Linked DNA regions of Mus musculus: all the other regions are linked to region 1. The links are chromatin contacts, called in public Hi-C and HiCAR-type maps. All regions are on one chromosome and are shown on one strand. The core of a region is the stretch at or near the end of the contact, and the rest is flanking DNA. Distances in the headings are between cores, read along the strand shown.

Region 1 (4,698 bases), core at 2,119-4,618:
TAGCAGTAAAACCCTAAAACAGATAGTAAATGCTAGAAGCTGGGAAGGCTGAGGAGGGGGCATAAAGGAAAGCTAGATTTGATTAGTGCCCACCATATACATGTGTGGAAATACCACAGGGCAGAAAACGCCATTCAAGGCCTCGCTGTGTAGCCCTAGCTCACTGGGAACTCACTACATAAACCAGGATGACCTTAAATTCACCCAAGATTTGCTGGCATCTGCCTCCTGGGTCTGGGGATTAAAGGACAATGCCACCACTCTTTAATACATCTTAATAAAAAATAAAATAATAAGAAAAAGAAGAACTAAGACACAGGGTTAGTGTAAGGTAGTTTGCCAGAGTGGCAGTTGACAGAAAGGGCAAAAGACCGAGACAATCTGAAAAGATGTGCTGCCCGAGGCCTTGGGACTCAGGTAGCTGAATGTCTGTAGCAGAAACAGCTCTGCACTGTTCTCTCAGCTAGAGGCAAACTGGGAAGACCCTACTAGTATGGAGATGAAATTGCTACACATTTCTAAGCAAACAACTCAGCATAAAGTGTCAAAATGTTTCATGCCCACACTCCTGTGATCCCAGCTACAGGATGCATTGCCACAGCCTAGGAGACAAAAATGGGAAATCTGGCCTGGTGAGGAGATTCATTCCTGTGTTCCCGGCACTCAGAAGTGAAAGAAGGGTTAAGAGTTCAAGGCCAGCCTGAGGTACAGGGTGAGAATGTCTGAAATGGTGGTTCTCAACCTTTCTGTGACCCTTTAATCCATTTCCTCATTTTGTGGTGACCCCCCACCCCCAGCATAAAATTATTTCGTCGCTACTTCATAACTGTGATTTTGCTGCTGTTATGAATCACAATATAAATTTCTGATATTCGAACTCCAAAAGGGTCCTGACTCACAGGTTGAAAACCACTGGTCTAAACCAGAAAGGGCTGGGATGCAGTTGAGTGGCAGAATCGCAGCCTAGCATGAGCGCGGTGTCCAGGATAGTCCTGTACCACAATGGCTCAACCACATGTCTCTATTGTGCTCCTGACTGAGCTCATGAAGAGTCTTAAAAAAAAAAATCCTCAAAAACAAAGCCTCAGAAATCTCTATATCCACCAGTCCACCAGGGGGATAGTTGGAGTCATTCCAACACATCTATAAAGAATATTATGCAGCAATTATAATATATGTGTTGACCTGGAGGAACGTCCACAAAATATTCTGTTCAATTAGAAAAGCAACTCCTCAGTCATTTATATTTTTATCTCACAAGCAAATCCATCTCGTGTATGTGCATTTCTTTGTGCTCAGGACACTTCTGTTGCCACCCTGGAGACTTCCAGGAGGGAGAGTTTCCAAGTCCCACAGTACACAAAGGGAACCCTCAACCCCTCCTTGCTTCAAATCATCTCCAGGCTCAAAATATTAATTGTGCTGAGGCTGAGAAAAATCTGGCTTAGTGTGGGTCGGGGACAGAAAGAATAAATGCCAAATTGCCAGCTTGTGTTGTTTGTGTTATATGATTTTTTTTTTACAATGTGCTTTTGATGCACATTGACTAAGAATGGCCTCCATGGTCTCATATATTTGAAGGCTTCGTCATTAGGGAGTGGCATTACTTGACAGAGATTAAGAACTATGGCCTTGTTGGCAGAAGTGTGTCTCTGCAGGTGGGCTTTGAGGGTTCAAAAGCCCAAGCCAGACCCAGCGTCTCTCACTTCCTTCTGCCTGTGGATCCTGAGGTAGAACTCTCAGCATCTCCTCCAGCACCATGTCTGCCTGGATGCTGCCCTGCTTCCCTCCATGATGATAACGGGCTAAACCTCTGAATTGTAAACCAGCCCCAATTAAATGTTTTCCTTCATAAGTGTTGCCGTGGTCACAGTGTCTCTTCACCCTAACAAAGACATCTAGTCTTGGTTTTCCTGAGTGTTCTCTAAAGGAGGAAAGATGGTGGAGCTGGCTGATGGGGCTGACTGGGGTTTTCCCTCTTAATGTGGACACAAATCAATAATGGGTTCATTGGAGGAAAGATGCCTTGAATTAGGAATTAATCCAGATGATTGTAGTGGAGACAAGGAAGTAAAAATGAAAACTATGCAAAGTGTAAGCCCATCTTCACAGTCAAGAAATTTGGTGCCTCATTATAGGCTATTTTTTTTTCTTGGTTGAGGGCAGCCATGAAGACCAGGTTAGTTCCTCTGAAGGAATGTTCCACCAGACCCTTTTGAAAATAACCTACAAGGGGTAGGTGACAACACCCAGGAATTTAGTCCTTTGTAGTTTTCCTCAACTTGACCTTTTGTAGTCACAAGCTCTATAAACTATATTTTTGGTCCAAGCGGCAGGATTTACTAAAAGTCATTTGATATTATTATGTCAGGCCTCTGCAAGGTACTTAAGATTTCATCACTGGGACGCAATTAGGGAAGCATAGATACTGTATGCAGCCATAGTGTTTCAGGAATGTTCCACAACGAGAATAAATCGAAGAAGCCAGTGTTTGGAAATCTAGTGAACGCTCTGCCGTGAGTTGTCAGGCTTTACCTGTGTGCAACACTGAGCAATGGAGGACGTTTTCTGTCTAAATTAGAGACTTCTGGCCACGGTGCCTATTGTCATTTCCAGTTGCATTATTAACTTTCTTTCTGTCCCTCCTCCTCCTAGTATCCTCATCGTGGTGGAGTGGCCATCAGGAGGTATCCTACATCTATGCCTCCAAAGCCCTTCTGCACCGCACCCCCCGCACCCCCCTCATCCTTGTCCCTGGGGCCAACACCATCACCTCCCATAACATTACTATAGGAGGAAAACTGAGGACGGTGCAACAGCTTTAATCCCAGCAGAGGTAACCAGATCTCTGTGAGCTTTAGACCACCCTGATCTACATAGGGAGTTAAAGGTCAGCCAGGCTACATAGTGATACCGTGCTTAAAAAACAAAACAAAACAGAGTGGAGGAGGGAATTGAGGCTAAGACTGTGTGTGTGGGGGGGTGTACTGTCAATTTCTGACGGAGTGGGCCATTGCAACAATTTGGTAACAACTAAAGCTGTCTGCAGTCTCGAACCCGTGGCTAACAGGCATAACAAACACAACAGGCTTCCTGAGCTCACGCCCAAGGTTGTATGATTCGTGGTGGAAGCCCTTGACTGCGGGAACTTCGGCTTCCACAGCACCTCCACTACAAGAACTACTATGTGGCTGGGACACTGGGCGCGAACACTCAAGCGGACAGGTCATGAACCCGAAAGCCGCTAGCTGTCAGGGTGACTGACGCCACGCCCCGGAGGCGGCGGGAGTCTGCGCGGCCCACGAAGAGGCAGAACTGCGCATGTGCGGCGTCTACTTTTAGCGCTGCTTCGGCTGGTCGGGGCAGGAAGCGGAAGACTGACCGGGCGTTGTTAGACTCCCACCAACGGAAGTCCCGCCCATCTTGCTCAGCCTGTTCCCGGAAGTGCATCTGCTTGTCTCGGGCGAGATGGCTTCAAGGTTACTTCGCGGAGTGGGCGCTTTGGCGGCGCAGGCCCTGAGGGCCCACGGCCCCCGTGGCGCGGCCGTGACCCGCTCCATGGCTTCTGGAGGTACGTGACCAGCTGGGCGGGACAGGCCGGTGTCCATGGCCTCCGGCGTGGTTGGTGATGGGCGGTCGAGCGGGGTCGGCCATTAGCGTTCTCTCGAGCCCTGCTGACCACCTTAGGCTCCGGGAGCCGGCGCTCTGTCCGGTCTTGCTGTAATTTCGGCCGCCCACCCGATCGAACCCGCTTTCAAAGTGCCCTCACTGGAAGGTGCCGGGTGACCTTGGAACACAAGGACTTGGAGGGCTGAAAAAGCGCTGGACCAACATTCAAATCCCTTGCCCGCCACCAGCCAGTATACTCTCATGACTTGATTGTAGGGAAAGTCGACAACCAAGCTTCCGCGGTGGGAAGGGAAAAACGGTATGGCTTGGGAGTCATGCCTCAGTGGGCTTAGGGGACTGTGGGAATGGGTAGCTTGGGAACCCACCAAAGAAGCGGATAACGTCACCTTTCCCGTGTTGATCTTTTTATCGTGTATCCATCGTGGTCATATCAATTGCCGTAGCTCATTTTTCTTCTTCTAGGTGGTGTCCCCACTGATGAGGAGCAGGCTACTGGGCTGGAGAGGGAGATCATGATAGCAGCACAGAAGGGACTGGTAAGGAGAAATGCTGTGTCCTCTGGAGCCCTGGGGCTTGGATGGGATTAGAGGAGTTCCTGTCAGCCAGCGTCTGGTCCTGACAACCCAGCTTGTAGGAACGGCCCTTTTGCAGTGCAGTGGCAGGCGTTATCTGTCATAAATAGTCAACTCTTGTCTCTTTCAGGACCCATACAATATGCTACCTCCAAAGGCAGCTTCAGGCACCAAGGAAGACCCTAATCTAGTCCCGTCCATCAGCAACAAGAGAATAGTGGGCTGCATCTGTAAGCACTTTGTTTTTATTTTCTGGCCCATTTGTTTATAACCTGCCTCACAGAATGTCTATAAATTGCTTCAGATATGTGTGTATGATGGACTGTATGTGTGTAAAAATGTAAATATGTGTATACATTGTTGTAAGGGTTGTTGACTGTCTTAAGTCTCAGTATGCATGAGAAGTCACAGAAGGCAGATGACCCTGGAGCTGTAGTTACAAGCAAGGCTGTGAGCCACTTTGCTGTGGCTACTGGGAATTGAACTCAGGTCCTCT
Region 2 (4,607 bases), core at 222-2,721, 2.2 Mb before region 1:
TAGCGATAAAACCCAATAAAGTCTTGTCTGGCTTTTAAAGATGCTATCCATTCCTTCATTTAAACACTGTGATGACCAAGTTGACAGCCTTTTACCAATGATCCCACTCATCTTCCAGTGACTTAAAGCACTTCTTTTTTTGGTTTTTCGAGACAGGATTTCTCTGTATAGCCCTGGGTGTCCTGGAACTCACTCTGTGGACCAGGCTGCCCTCGAACTCAGAAATCCACCTGCTTCTGCCTCCCAAGTGCTGGGGTTAAAGGCGTGTGCCACCACCGCTCCGCTCAGCATGCTTAAAGCACTTTCAATTCGCCTTAGCCCTACTTTTGCACACGACCCCAAACGGATCTCCTCAGAGCCCTCCCTCAACAGAGAGTTGGCAATGCTTGAAATTCTTTGGTTCCCTTGCAGGTGGTGCTACTCCATCTGCTGAAGCCTGTTTTGGAAAGAACCCCCTTTTATTTTCTTTTGTGTGTAGGGAGATACACCCTCACTATAGAGCCTGTGTAGTTGTCCAAGGACAACACTCTGGAGTCGATTTTCTCCTTCCACCATGTGGGTCCTAGGTATCAAATCCAGGTTGTCATGTTTATTTAGTGGCAAGGCATTTACCTACTGAACCATTCCACCATCATTAAAACATTTTCCTTTCTCTCTCTCTCTCTCTCTCTCTCTCTCTCCCTTCCTTCCTTCCTTCCTTTCTTCCATTTTTTTTTTTAACTTTGAGACAGGATTTCATCACAAGCTAACTTTGAATTCACAATGTAAGCTAGGGTGACCTTGACTTTCTGATTTTCTTGCCTCCACCTTGTGAATGCTGGGACAGGCACTCTACCAATTCAGCTACAAACCTTAGCACGGCTCTTCTCCAGTCTTTAGTCTCCAGGACCCCAGGAGCTTCAGCATAAGATCTTCTTCAAACTCCTGAAGGGGGACGGAGTGAGTGTTGAGACCACTTTTCCTCCCAATGCCTCTCTAGTCTCTTCCTCCCTGAGGGGTATGGGTTAAGATCCACAAGTTAGGACTGAATCCTGGTGTCCCCGCTTTTCCAGCAGGTTCCAAAAGTGAAATCACACCCCCTACCCTCAGAAATAGGCCTTTTCCCAGAGCAAAGTGCAGGGAATATATTTATTCGAAGTCCCCGACCTCTCTCATATTCCGCTGTCGCACGACTGTGAACCTCAGCGCTCGCAGGACTCCGGAGCAACCTTGGGAACCCGGCCTGCGAGATTGAGAGCGCAGCCATCCCCCTGGAAAGGCCAATGGGACTGAGCGTTCCGTGCGGACTCCACCAGCTTCACGGCAGCCGAAGCACCCGAGGCGCCAGTGGGGAATTGCGGGACCCGCAGCTACTTGGACGGCCAGTTCGGCTGCGGTGGCAGCCAGCACCTATGGGCGGGACGAACGGAGTGAACTCCTAGTGCCATTGGCCGAGGAGCCTGCCAATTACCGGTCTTCATTGGCTGCTGGAATGGAGGCCCCACCTCGCAGTGGCTAAATTCTCGGAGTCGGATCACTCCTTGTGGGAGACCTCAGAGCGGGTCGCAGCATGAGTCGCCATACGGACTTGGTGAGGAGCTTCTTGGAGCAGCTGGAGGCCCGGGACTACCGGGAGGGGGCAATCCTCGCTCGTGAGTTCAGCGTGAGTGACACTCCAGCCATCAAGCTTCGCAGCCAGGCGCTCCCCACGGCTGTCCACCTGTGCAATATGAAAGCTCTGCCTTTTCCTCTCAGCTCCCGGGGCGTCTCCTCCCTCCTGCTCTCGGCTTTCCTCTTCCCGCACTTCTCTCACCCTGACTCTCCCAGCCTTCCGCACTTTGCCCACAGGTGCCCAGAGGGTGAAGACGGCTACTGTTTAGGAGGAGCCAGACACACTCAGGTGTCGGTGTCGAGCTCCCGGTGCAATCTTCTCCCTAGCGGGGCCGTGGCTTCCGCCGTGGAGGGAGGCAACACACCTGCGCTGGACTCGAGTCCCCAACCCGGGCCACTCCTGGGTCACCTTGTAATCCCAGGGAGGAAGTGGTTTGGGGCAGCAGAAAGAGGAACGAGGAAACTTGTAGCCTAGCCTAGGTTTCGCGTTACCAGTCTATCCTAGGGCTTTTCAGAACTGTGGCCCTGGGAGCTCTGACTTCATTTTCACCTGTTTTGAATTGTGAATGATAAAAGACAAGCCGGTTTGAAAATTAGGTGGTTTGGGTAGATGCACCTAGCACGCGTTGGGTATTCACTGGCTATATTAACTGTATGCACCTGCCTTTAACATGGTTTACAAAGGTTGTAAACGTTACCTCGGGCCAATCAAGCTTGTGAGAGCTACTGCCACTCAACAGCCATGGCACACAACATGTAATGACGTATTTTAAATAGAGTGACATGATCCAAATACGTAATACACTATCTCAAACTTAGAAATGTAAATGACAATGATATAAAAATAAGTGTGACATTAAATGATCACTTACAGCCTGGCATGGTGGCACATGCCTGTAATTCTAGCAGTTGGTAGCCTAAAACCGGGGGATAACCATGAGTTCAAGGCCAGCCTGAATTACATAATTTTGTGACCACTCTGGAATACTCTGGAGATTGTTTCAAAGAATGAAAAAGATAGTTTACACAGGCCAATATGTAAACCAGTAACAGTGAAACTCTGGTGGTGGTGCATGCCTTTAATCCTAGCACTTGGAGGCAGGGAAAGGAAGGTTACTGTAAGTCTGAGGTCAGTCTGGTCTACACAGTGAACTCCAGGACAGCCAGGGATATGTAGGAAGACCTTGTCTCTAAAACAATAAAAAAACCAACCAAACAAAAAAAATAACCCCAACTAACTAAATAAGCAAAACAAACAAACAAAAACCCAACAAAGCAACCAAACACCACAACAGATACAACAAACATTAATAAGAACCAAATTTATAGCAGGGTGATGATGGCACACACCTTTGATTTCAGCACTTGGGAAGCAGAGCCAGGTGAATCTCTTGAGTTCAAGGCCAGCCTGGTCTACAGAGTGAGTTCCAGGACAGCCAGGGCTACACGGAGAAATCCTGTCTCGCAAACCTAAAACCAAACCAAACCAAAAAACCCAAAAAGCAAGCAAACGAACAAACAAACAAACAAAAAACCCAAACCAAATGTATTAAGTTAGTAAGTAAATATACACACAAGCATATGGACAGGTTAAATGTGAGTCTAGATAATTTTCATATGTAAATGCTGTAACAGAAGAACTACTAGCATAAAGTATACATTTTATAAGCAAGAAGATATGCATAAACAGGAAGAAGGTGTCTCTGGGGGCTGGAAAAACCTGACCAACATAAGTAAACCACTTTGGAATGGTGGCCCAAACACAATGCCAGTCATTGCAAATATGAGCACCCGATAAGAGCGGTACTCTTCACCAGTTATAATAATGCAACAGCTATAAAGCACCTATAGCATCTTCCTACATGTTATACCTCATATCTATAGCATATTGTCATGCTGTACCTTGTTTAAAGTATTTTTAATTTTTATTTGGCGCATGTAGCTATATATGTATGTATGCATGTGTGTATATAGATACTCTTGGAGACTAGAAAAGGCTATTGAATCCCTGAAGCTGGAGGTACCAGCACTTGTGATCTGGCCAGTGCTAGTGCCAGGAACCAAACTTGGTTCTCTATAAGAGCAGAAAGCACTCCTAACCACTTAGCCATCTTTTCTAAGCCCTATTATTTTTTTGAGACAGGGTCTTGAGACAGGTTCAGGCCGGTCTTGAATTGAATATGTAGCCAAGGATGACTTTGAACTTGTTTAAATTATATGTGTGCACACATGTTCTGGGGGAACTGGACAACCATGAGAGCTACTTTTACCCTTCTATCTTACCTTGGGGTGAAAGTCAGGTTATCTGGCTTGGTGGCAAACACCTCTACCCACTGATGCATCTCCCTGGCCCCAGTTTAATTTGTTTTGGGGGTGGGGGTCTTGTTCATGCCACAGCACCTATGTACAGTCAGAGGACAATTTTCTGGTGTCAGGTCTCCTTATGGTGTGGGGATATAGGGATTGAGTAGAAAATCTTCAGGCCTGTGCAGAAAGTGCTTATTATATGCACCGAACTATCTTTTGGGTCTAAATGATGCATATTTTATTATGATTTATAGTACATTATAACATGATTGAATGTGCAGATCTGAGAGGTCTGGATTCAATCTTTATTGGGGTACCTCCTTGAGGGACCTTTGGCAAGTTACTCAACCACTCACTACCTACATCAACGTTCATCTGCACAATGGGGAGAGTGGATAGCCCCCCACTTGGGATGTCTAAATCCCCTAGCACTGGGCCTGACTTTCACCTGCTGTCCTAGATATTATTACACAGATGCTAGTACGGCTGGGTCTCACTCTGTTCTTTCTGCTCATGGTGCTTTCCACTAGGACATTAAGGCCCGCTCAGTGGCCTGGAAGTCTGAAGGTGTGTGTTCCACTAAAGCCGGCAGTCGGCTTGGGAACACGAACAAGAACCGCTACAAAGATGTGGTAGCATGTAAGTCAGTGGGTATCTTGAGGGAATCAGTGCCACTTGCACAAATGCTGGGTGGCAGTGCCCATTTGGCC
Region 3 (4,533 bases), core at 395-2,894, 2.3 Mb after region 1:
GCTTACATAGCAAAACCCCGTCTTTAAAAAAGTTAAGTTAGCCCATGTTTTCCTTTAATGAGTTTTCTTCTTTAAATTGTAGTGTATGCCGTAAAGTAGGAATTCAGTTTTATCTGCCTCCAAATGACTATCCAGTGTTTCCTACGTCCTTCATAGAAGGTCTACATACCTTCCCCAGTCAACTAAGATTTATACACAGTGTCATGCTGTGGCCGAGGCTTGTCTCAGAACTCATGATGTAATCTCCAATTAAAGGCTCAGCTGAACAGTTTGTTTCTCGTGTGTATTCAGTTAAAGACTTTATCCATGTTGTAGTCAATGTAATAAAACCAAAAGTCAAGACAATGAGTTAACAGGGGATTGTTCTGAAGCACACCTGCTGTAAAAAGCAACTGGGAACATTATTTCCAATACACCAGGATACATCTTTCAGTGGATCCACCTGGAGCAAGGAAAGGGCAAACCACACCTGCTTTACTGCTGTGCGGTGGAGAGAAGCCTGTGATCAAAGTCCCTCAAGTTAAACTATCTCACAAACTGATTTTGGAAGTGAAAACTGGGAAAATTCATTCACAACACTAGGCAAATTAATTAACACTTTAAAAGGTCTGTCTGTAATCTGGTTGGAATGTGTTGGGTTAAATTAAATCCATGCTCCTTGTTTTTTTCAGGGAATAGTGTAATTTTTTTTCTATATTAGTGATTATTCCCCAGAAATTATCAGTTCCGAGTCCTCAGCTGCAGGGATTTAAGTTGTCTGGAAATAACACCTTAGTGTAACTGTAGTTTTTGTTTGTTTTTATAGACAGAGGTTCACTCTCTAGCCCTGGCTGGGTCTCCTGAGTATTGGAATTATAGATGTGAACTACCACACCTAGACACCTGCAGTTTTGAAAGCTCCTTGGTAATTCCAAAGTGTACCCACGGTGTGTGCTTGAGCAGAGGCAGCAAGGTAGTCCAGGGCTGTGGAAGGCCTTTTAACTCCCGTGCTCTCAGTTCCAGCTCCGAATGCTGTGGATCGCCCTGGAGCCTGTGCTTTTGCTCAGGGTCACACGAGTCTGGTATTAACCAGAGAAAATGATTCTCACTGTGGCCTTTTCCTTTTGTGAGGGTGAAGGGGCGTGGAGCCCAGGCGTTCCCCACTCCACCGGTTTCTCAAATCTGATGCTGTAACCGCAGAGGTTAGACTATGCTCTAAACAAACCCAGTGAGCTCAGTAAACAAACCCAATAAGCAATTCATCCCATTCAACAGAGAAGGTGTGTGACCTCCAGGTGACCCGGGTCACTTTTAATCCTAGCATCGGGTCACTGTCAGGCAATTCTGCTTCCGACAGGCTCCGATTGGCGGCCCGGGAAGTCGCAGAACCTATGCTTACCTCGGGTCAGCCCCAAACAACCAGCCACTTTCCCTAACAAGGTAGCGCCTGGACATGGCCCGAATGACGTCACCCTATAGTCCCACCCACCGGAGGCACGGCCTGTCATTCCAACGCTCTCAGCCTTCGCCCGGGTTCCTGAGGACCAGGCGCAGACTCCAGTCTTCACTTCCTCCTTGGCTCCGCCCTTTTCGTGCCTGGGGGCGGGGAGAAGACCGGAGGGGGCGGTGCCGCGCGTGCGCGGAGAGGAGCGGAGGGGCTGGGGCAGAGGGCTGGTTTGAGTGACTGAAGGCAAGATGCAGGTGAGTGTGGCGAGCTCGGGACCCCAAGTCTGCGGTCGTTTGGCTTGGTGGGCTCGCGCCAGACCCGGAGCCGGGTCTACATGGATTAGTTACAGAACTCGGCGGACTGCGGGGAGGCCCGGCGCAGGCGCACTGCGAGAGGGCGGGTGCGGTCCCTCCGGCCTCCTGGGCTGGGCACTCCTGCTCCGGTGCGTCCTGCCCCGCAAATCTCTGTCCTTTGGTAGGCACCGGACTTTGGGCTCGTTCTCCTCCAGGCCTGATGAAGGCCCCGACCCTCCTGCCATCTAGAGCTGACTCTAGATGGTCCGTTGGGAGTGCTTTCTGGTTTCCAGATCTGAACTCTAGGCCTCACGACTATTGTTAATTTCTAATATGAAGAAAGGTGGAACTCCTTAGCAATTTTTTTTCCTTTTTTGAGCTGGAATTAGACAAAAGCCCAAAGAAAGTGTGTTAGAGAACCGCATCGGAATAGCCTTAGAAGAGCAAAAGTATGCGTCAGCCACTTTGTCGCCAACCTTCTATGTGGCTGTGTTTAAGGATTCTGAAGAGTCTGGATGGAGGGTAGATGGACCGTGTAGTTGTGGGCTCCGGCTTAAGAGACAGACCTTGGGGACTGGAGGGGGTGGTCATCTACACATTCAGCAAGCCGGCCACACCTACACCTGGGAGGCAAGAACAGGCTCAAGTAAAGGGATATACCTAGTATTTTGTGCTTACTAAACATTAGCCGTCAGGAGTGACTCTGGAGCAGGCCAGGCGTCTGCTATTCTCAGATTTATCCTTTAGACTCTAAAGCTTAGGGAAGTCTGTGGGTCTAGCCACAGTCTTCCTCTTCCCCAAGTCTACTGCAGGCTCTCAGGACAGACAGATGGTCAGTCAGCATGTCACAGCGTTTTTGCATTTTCAGGTCCCTCTGCCTGGAATGTAACTTCCTTTGGTCTCCAGGTTCCTCTCGTTGGGGAAGAGTTCTCAGGACTCAGATAAACCTTCTTTAATTAGTGCGTAGCTCTGACCTGTTGTTTAGAGAGGCCCAGCTTCAAGCAGACACCTTTCATGGTTTATGTAGGGTTAGCCAGTCGTCTCCTGGTGTTTTGGGGTTTTGTTTGTTTGTTTGTTTTTTCTGAAGCTGAAATGCGCAGGTTTCTGGTTAAGACAGTGTTTGCTGTATCGTTGCGTAGCTCTGACCTGTTGTTTAGAGAGGCCCAGCTTCAAGCAGACACCTTTCATGGTTTATGTAGGGTTAGCCAGTCGTCTCCTGGTGTTTTGGGGTTTTGTTTGTTTGTTTGTTTTTTCTGAAGCTGAAATGCGCAGGTTTCTGGTTAAGACAGTGTTTGCTGTATCGTTGGCGGTCACTTCTCAAGGAAGGGGAACTGGTGGATGTTCACCCCTTTGAGAAAAAGGAAGGGATAAGCAGTCGACAGCAGCAGGAGCCAGGGTCTTAGGGTCACTACCGCCACCCGTCAAAAGCATCCAGGGAAGAAAGGGTTAATTGGGCTCACACTTCTATATCACAGTCCATCACTGAAGGAAGTCAGGCCAGGAACTCAGCAGACCTGGAACCTGGAGGCAGGAGCTGATGCAGTAGCCCTGGAAGGGTGCTGCTCACTGGCTTGCTCCTTGTGGCTTGCTCAGCCTGTTTTTCTTATAGACCCCAGGGCCACCAGCCCAGCGGTGGTCACTCTGACAATGACAAACTCTCTCATCTATCACCAATTAAGAAAAATGCCCTAGGACTGGAGAGATGGTTAAGCGGTTAAGAGCACTGTCTGCTCTTCCAGAGGTCCTGTGTTCAATTCCCAGCAACCACATGGTGGCTCACAACCATCTGTAATGGGATCTGATGCCCTCTTCTGGTGTGTCTGAAGACAAGTACAGTGTGCTTACATACATAAAATAAATAAATAAGTCTTAAAAAAAGAGAATCTTGTTCTTCAGATGATTGTAGCTCGGGGCGAGTTCTCATAAGACTACCCACTATCTGTAGTTCAGTTTTAGCTCTGTTGTCTCAATTCAGAGGCAGTTTCTAATTTTGTTTTCTTATTCCTGTGTAACATAATATTTCCTAAGTAAACTTGTTAATCACACTTAATTAAAGTTAAAGCTTGCTGTTTTCTTTTTCTCTTTCACTCTTGCTGACTCCATTCCACCCTCATATAATTAAATGCCCTCTCTGGAGCATCCACCTCTGTAAACTCGGTCCATATAACCCCGTGGACCAACAGCCTGTTGCTCAGTGCACACGACACAGCTTGTCTCCATAACAGTGTGCAGCTTGTGCCGGTGCCCATTTTTTTTTTTTTATATATTTTTTTTTCCATTTTTTATTAGGTATTTCGCTCATTTACATTTGCAATGCTATACCAAAAGTCCCCCATAGCCACCCACCCCCTCTCCCCTACCCACCCACTCCCCTTTTATGGACCTGGCGTTCCCCTGTACTGGGCATATAAAGTTTGCGTGTCCAATGGGCCTCTCTTTCGAGTGATGGCCGACTAGGCCATCTTTTGATACATATGCAGCTAGAGTCAAGAGCTCCGGGGTACTGGTTAGTTCATAATGTTGATCGCCGGTGCCCATTTATAGCCTCCCTCTTCCTCTTGCCTCTTGCCTGTGAGAACTCCTTGAGAAGGCAGGGCAGGCTCTCAACCAGGAGCCTGCGAGCAGGTATGAGGACCAGAGATCTTTGGAGGATTGTTGCTTACTGGCTTGTCCCTTCTGGCCTGCTTTGTTTGCCTTTTCATATATTTCAGGGCTCCCTTGCCAGGGTGGCACTGCTTGAGGTGGACTGGGCCCTTCCACATCTGTCAGTCAAGATGATGCCCCACAGGCTCATATACAGGCCAGCCTGATTAG

The links. Hi-C and Micro-C count contacts between places; a contact is called where the count stands out from the background. HiCAR-type assays count read pairs that join an accessible place to other places.
Region 2: a HiCAR-type map of astrocytes shows a contact between it and region 1, with 4 times the contacts expected there. The contact joins the promoter of Ptpn18 here to the promoter of Cox5b in region 1. A contact is called at or near these places in 1 of 115 datasets of contacts at active chromatin or transcription factors (astrocytes) and 1 of 9 other capture datasets (adipose tissue).
Region 3: a contact with region 1 is called in a Hi-C map of B cells, with 5 read pairs. The contact joins the promoter of Pdcl3 here to the promoter of Cox5b in region 1. A contact is called at or near these places in 1 of 39 promoter capture datasets (liver) and 1 of 484 Hi-C or Micro-C datasets (B cells).

The regions. Positions count from the first base shown.
Region 1 is chr1:36,688,119-36,692,816 of GRCm38.p6, forward strand. It overlaps Cox5b (cytochrome c oxidase subunit 5B), which reads left to right and starts at 3,369. Exons shown (of 4, transcript NM_009942.2): 1 at 3,369-3,571; 2 at 4,093-4,166; 3 at 4,333-4,432. The coding sequence starts at 3,469.
Region 2 is chr1:34,458,275-34,462,881 of GRCm38.p6, forward strand. Ptpn18 (protein tyrosine phosphatase, non-receptor type 18) reads left to right here and starts at 1,472. Exons shown (of 15, transcript NM_011206.2): 1 at 1,472-1,642; 2 at 4,428-4,536. The coding sequence starts at 1,550. Gm32504 (a long non-coding RNA gene) reads right to left here and starts at 2,761. Exons shown (of 4, transcript XR_373299.3): 1 at 1,485-2,761; 2 at 1,147-1,389; 3 at 1-990.
Region 3 is chr1:38,986,170-38,990,702 of GRCm38.p6, forward strand. Pdcl3 (phosducin-like 3) reads left to right here and starts at 1,645. Exons shown (of 6, transcript NM_026850.4): 1 at 1,645-1,680. The coding sequence starts at 1,675.